Regions from separate parts of the Dromaius novaehollandiae genome. Here region 1 is linked to region 2. The links are chromatin contacts, called in public Hi-C maps. All regions are on one chromosome and are shown on one strand. The core of a region is the stretch at or near the end of the contact, and the rest is flanking DNA. Distances in the headings are between cores, read along the strand shown. Region 1 has its middle 110 kb from the start of CCN2. Region 2 holds the start of CCN2 (cellular communication network factor 2).

The links. A called contact is a pair of places that touch in the nucleus more often than the background predicts.
Region 1: a contact with region 2 is called in a Hi-C map of liver, with 4 times the contacts expected there. The contact joins the enhancer-like site here to the promoter of CCN2 in region 2. A contact is called at or near these places in 2 of 4 Hi-C or Micro-C datasets (liver and ovary).

Annotation. Positions count from the first base shown.
Region 1 is chr3:62,085,057-62,087,756 of bDroNov1.hap1, forward strand. No RefSeq gene overlaps it. Among named protein-coding and RNA genes, the nearest start is that of CCN2, 110 kb to the left of the region's middle. Within about 2 kb of position 1,310, at least 2 of the 2 cell types and tissues checked have open chromatin away from gene starts, as enhancers often do.
Region 2 is chr3:61,973,200-61,975,899 of bDroNov1.hap1, forward strand. It overlaps CCN2 (cellular communication network factor 2), which reads right to left and starts at 1,372. Exons shown (of 5, transcript XM_064508986.1): 1 at 1,032-1,372; 2 at 684-906; 3 at 319-570; 4 at 1-91. The coding sequence starts at 1,082.

The DNA of each region.
Region 1 (2,700 bases), core at 60-2,559, 110 kb after region 2:
TGTCAAAATGTAATGTCCCTCTTCAACGTCTGTCTCTCTGTGGAGGTCAAGACTTCACCTGTTGCTCGATGTCAACTGTATTTCAATTTAATGTCATGAAAAGGACAGTAGAAAAAGCAGAATATTTCCTTATTCATAATGGAATTTACTTGTTGACATGGGAACCATTAGGAGAACCCTGCTATCCAAATAATACAGATCTGTTCCTGTTCTGAAACAGAATAGCCACAATTTCAAGATTTTCTCCCTATCTATGAAAAAGGTCTAGAATTAGTTTTGTCTGGTTTCCTAAGGAATATGGCTTATCATGTGACTGGCCTGACCTGTCTGTTTGTCAAAAAGTGAAGAAGCGGGATGAATTCCTCATGGAAGGAGAGGTAGGCAGAGTTCAGCCTTCATGGGGTTTGTTTGGCAGCACTACCCATTTGGTCAGAATAAGTATTAGATAAGAAAGCAGCATCTATGCATTTCTGGACTAACCATAGCTCATACTATCTCAAACTGGTATAGCTATCATAGCATACAGAAAAAGGGGAGTGAGAAGATAGTAGGGAATGGTGGTGAAGGGACAAAGGAAATGATTCCTTAGGAAGCTTGGTTCATTTGTTTTAAAGCTCACAGAGCAACTTTTGAGGAAAGAGTGAGGAGTTTTAGTACCTATAAGTCAGGACTCTTAAATAGCTATGACTCCAGAGGCTTGGACTCTCAGAAAAAATAACATGAAAAAGTTTTTGGAGTGGACAACACTGAGCAGTACTGCAAATTATTTGCGGCAAGAACTGGTTTTTATTTTATGCATCTTAGCACAATGCAGACTTCACCTGCTCAAGGCTTTTATGTGCAAATATTATTAATAATTTTATTTTGTATCAGAATAGTAATAATAACAGAAAGGAACAAGTAGCTCTTGCTCCACTTTCATGCTATGATTACCTAAAATCTTTGGAAACACACAGGAAGGAGCAGGTTATGTGGCTGTATTTGCAGCTGAGGCTCTGGCAGGAAGCATAAAAGGCGCAGGGCTCTGTTATTCTGCTTGTGTGAGTGGCGTCCCCTGGAAAAAACAGACAGACTTTGCTGTTTGCAGTTTGCAAAGAGCAGCCGAGGGAAGCAAAACAATCTTCTGAGGTGGCCAGCCAGGACTGGCCAGGGGCCTGGAGGGGAGGAAGCACTTAGCAAAACCTTTACAGAACAGGCAGAAATGTCAAGGCAACAGCGTCCCTTTTATTGACAAACACTGTTACCTTCAGCTGCTTCCTCTTTGCAAACAGGGCTTCAGGCAGGGCTTTGCTTTCTCTTCCAGTGACGGCAACATATTCTGCGTTTTCATTGGTCTGCTTGCGTCTGCCTTCCTTTCCTGTGGAAACAGAAGATATGGGCAGGAGAAAAGACATATTTGGTAATGTTTCTCTTCAAAGCTTCTTTTTCACAAGGCTGCCTCAGCTGCAAAATGTTAAGGGGAAAAAAAGATCTTGGAACTAATTCCAGACAGACCCTAATGCCTACAAATTTCTCTAAGTAAGCCAGATCCAGAAAGGCAAAACATGAAGGTTCATTATTTGACTGCTAAGGACACTCAAATAACCAGACACGCCAGTACTTAAAATCTTCATATTTCAGACAGCTCGTCTTTCACATCCTCCCTCATCCTGTGCTCCCACCCAGCTCACTTCTTACATTTCCCTTCATCCCCAGGAACTCCACTGCATTTAAAATTGTTTATAGAACATATGAAAATACAAAAATATTCTTTAAAATACTTATGGGGAAACAGTCTGTTCATCTAGTGGTCTGTTTGGTGGGACACTCATAGCTCCCCTAACTGCTTCAGCTAGCTAGTTGCTAGTTCTTTTTCTTCTTCTTCAGAAACTCCAGAAGAGCTCTTTCTACCTTGCTTTAAAAAGAATTGACTGAGGGGATGTTATGGAGTTGAGGATATTGAGCAGATGTCTCTGACTCATGTTTCTGCCAGAGCTGCTCTCAGGGCAGGATATGGAGTGGCTGTACTCAGTTTGAAGGTTTTCTGGGGAGCTACTTCTGCCCCAGATACTTTAGAGCATCACAGGAGTGCTTAACCAACAGTAGCATCCCAAGCCAGAGAGGGTCAACTTATGTTCCCTCCATTCAGTACACATCCAAGATACCCCAAAGACCTACGCAGGGCAAAACTGTTCACAGGTTTTAAATTTATTGATAAAACCACTGTTTTAGCTGTTGCCAAAGCAACTCACAAATTCAACCAAAACCTCTGTCTAGTTCTAGCAGGTAAAAGAGTGTACTTCAGCTACTCTCAAATGTATAGGAGTAAATGTGAAGGAGATACACTCCCAATCTATGCAATTCTTTTCAATATTACCTATCACAATTCAGCTGATCCTCACAGAATTTATGAAGTTAATCAGCAGTAATTTCTTATTCTAAGGCTTACTAAACATTCTGAAATTGCCTATTAGTGGATATTTGAATATAACGATCTTTTCCATTATTTCTTTTCTGTGAGGCTTGATTGATTTTCTATGAAATGCAAGCTGAATGTAGGAACTGATATTTGTTTTTGAAGTTGAATGCAGAATTACAAGGTTTTTTTCCCCCACATTTTTCTCAAATCATATTTCTCATTAATAGATTCTCAGTTATTATCCTCATTCTCCTCCAACATTTAGGAAACTTAAATGTGTCCTGTTACTATAAATTGCATTG
Region 2 (2,700 bases), core at 122-2,621:
TTGGAGCAAGCACTCCACTCAGTGGTCTGCACTAGGCAGTTGGCACGCATCATCGTTGGGTCTGGGCCGTACGTGTCTTCCAGCCTGTAAGCTGCAGAGGACACACAGGATGAGATCACCATCTGCACTCCTACCCTGCTAAAGGCCCTCTTCCCTTTCTGGAGAAATTCAGGCAGCAACAGTTACCTTTGGGATGCCCCCACTCACTACCATGCTCCTGCTGCACCCCTCCCTCCCCGTGTCAGCCAGCCTGACTACCATCGTCTTCCCTGCAGGGTGCCTGTCCCACCTGCCATGTGTGGAAGGATCCCCACTCACCAGCGAGTGCGGGTCCCACGGCGGTCTGCTCCTTGGCCTCATCACACACCCACTCCTCGCAGCACTTGCCGGGGAGCTTCACCCTCCGCGGGTGGGGGCAGTCGGGGCTGGGCAGGCGGACGTCCATGCTGCAGAGGGGCACGCAGCCCACCGCCCCATCGAGGCAGGTGCACTGGTACTTGCAGCTGCTCTGGAAGGACTCGCCGCTCCGGTACACCATGCCGCCGAAGACGCACGGGGCGCCGTCGCGAGCTGCGAGGGCAGGAGGGCAGCGTGAGGTGGCAGCGCTGGGGGGCAGTGCGGCGCGGAGCGGCCCCTCGGGCACCCCGCTCCCGCGGCCCCCGCGCCCCCGGGCCCCCACTCACCGGTGCAGACGCCGATGCGGCGATTGGCGGGGGAGCCGAAGTCGCAGAAGAGCCCCTTGTGATGGTCGCAGGGGTCGCGCTCGGTGCAGAGCTCGCCCAGCTGCTTGGCGCAGACGCGGCAGCAGCCGCAGCCGTCGGGCACCAGGGAGACGCCGGCGGGGCAGACGGGGCCGGGCCCGGGGCCGCACTGGCACTGCCCTCCGCACTCCTGGCTCCGCGCCTCCTGCGGCGGCGAGGGGGACAGAGAGGGCCGGCGTCAGCGGCGCCGCCGTGCCCGGCGGGCCGGGGCCGGGGCCGGGGCCGGGGCCGGGGCCGTGCCCGGCGGGCCGGGGCCGGGCGGGCACTTACCGGGCTGAGGAGGGCGAGGAGGAGGGCGACGGCGAAGCTGGCGGGGGCCATGCCGCGGCGGCGGAGGGCTGCGGGCGGACGGCGGCGGAGGGCTGAGCCGAGGTGAGACGAGGCGAGGTGCCGGCCGGGCGCTTCTCCTCGGCGGCGCTGCGCGGTGTCCGTCGGCGGGGCGGGCGGGGGTCGGCGCTGCTGCTGACGCTGTCGCTGTCGCTGTCGCTGCTGCTGCTGCTGCTGCTGCTGCTGCTGCTCCCGGTGCGGCGCGGCGGGAGAGTGGCGGTGCGGCTGACTGCGGAGCGCCGGGGCGGGCGCCGCTTTATACGCGGCGGCGGCGCGGGCTCGCCAATGGGCTCAATGGGGCCGCGGACAAACAGCGACATTCCGCGCATTCCTGCGCGCCGCGCCGCGCCGCCCCGCCCCGCGCCGCGCCGCCCCCAGCGGCCCTGACCCCTGCCTCCCGCATTCCTGCCGTCTGCGCGGCCTGGCGCGCAGGCACGGCGCTGCTCCCCGCTCGCCCCGGCATCCCCCCCCCCGCCCCGGCGCTTTTTTATTTATTTTTTTAATCATCTTTTTTTTTTTTGCATATGACTCACCGCTGCCGGCGGCTCTTTGCTCCCCCCTTCCCTCCCTTAGAGGGGAGCCTGTTCCTCGATATTGAATTATTTTTCTAAACAAATTCGGGCCGATGGTGGGTGCGATTTAGCACACGCCGTTAGTGCTGTGACAGGCAGCCGGTTGCAGCGAGGGAAGGGGGTGAGGGAGGTGGTGGGGATGGTTGCTAGGAAGGACCATGGGAATTCTTTATTTTTCTTTCTTTCTTTCTTCCTTTTTTTGCCTTTTTCTCTTCACTCCCCCCTCTTCCCTCCCCTGGCTAGAAAGTACAAGATGCTGGTAACTTCCAAAGGTGGATTGATGCCTGCTGATATCTTTGGAGGATTGCTGGCTGGCCTTCCTGCCTACATGCAGGGCTTTCACCTTGGAGTACCAGATTTTGAGCAATGAATATTCTGAGCATTTTGTCACTACCAAAAAAGGTATAATTACACTACAGGATATAAATTGACTCTGTGTACTACTGAATCATACCGAATATTTGTAATGTGTTCCTTTCCTAATAGATGCTCTCTATGAATAGAGAGAGTGCCTATTTACTCTGAAATATTTGGCACAAAGAACTGAGTCTGAAGCATGGAAGAAATGGCTATTATTTTCCCACTGCCTGTGTGCAGCTGTCATTTCTGAGCAACACATTCTTAGCACATCCCTGCTTCCTGATCTTGCTGATTATCCAGCCTAAGATTACAACAAGAAGAGCTTGGCATGTCACCCTGTTCTGCCAAAACCTAAGCATTGTGGTTTGTATTTGACCAAACCCCAAACCTAAGCTTTGTGGTTTGTATTAAATCATTACAGATAACTGTTGTGGTTTTCTTTTTTTAACCCGAAGGATGGTTCTTCCTCCCACCTCCCCATGTGTCATTTGAATATTCAGTGATGTCATGTTGTTTGACCTCTGCTTTAACACAAGGAATGCCTGCATTTTGGCTTTTGACCTGTGGAGTATGTCAGCGTTTAATGAGAGAGACAGGCTTAATGCATCTTATTAGGCAAATTGAAATTTGAGGGGTATGTTTAACAGATACAATCTTTTGCACGTAGTCTTTCTGCCACT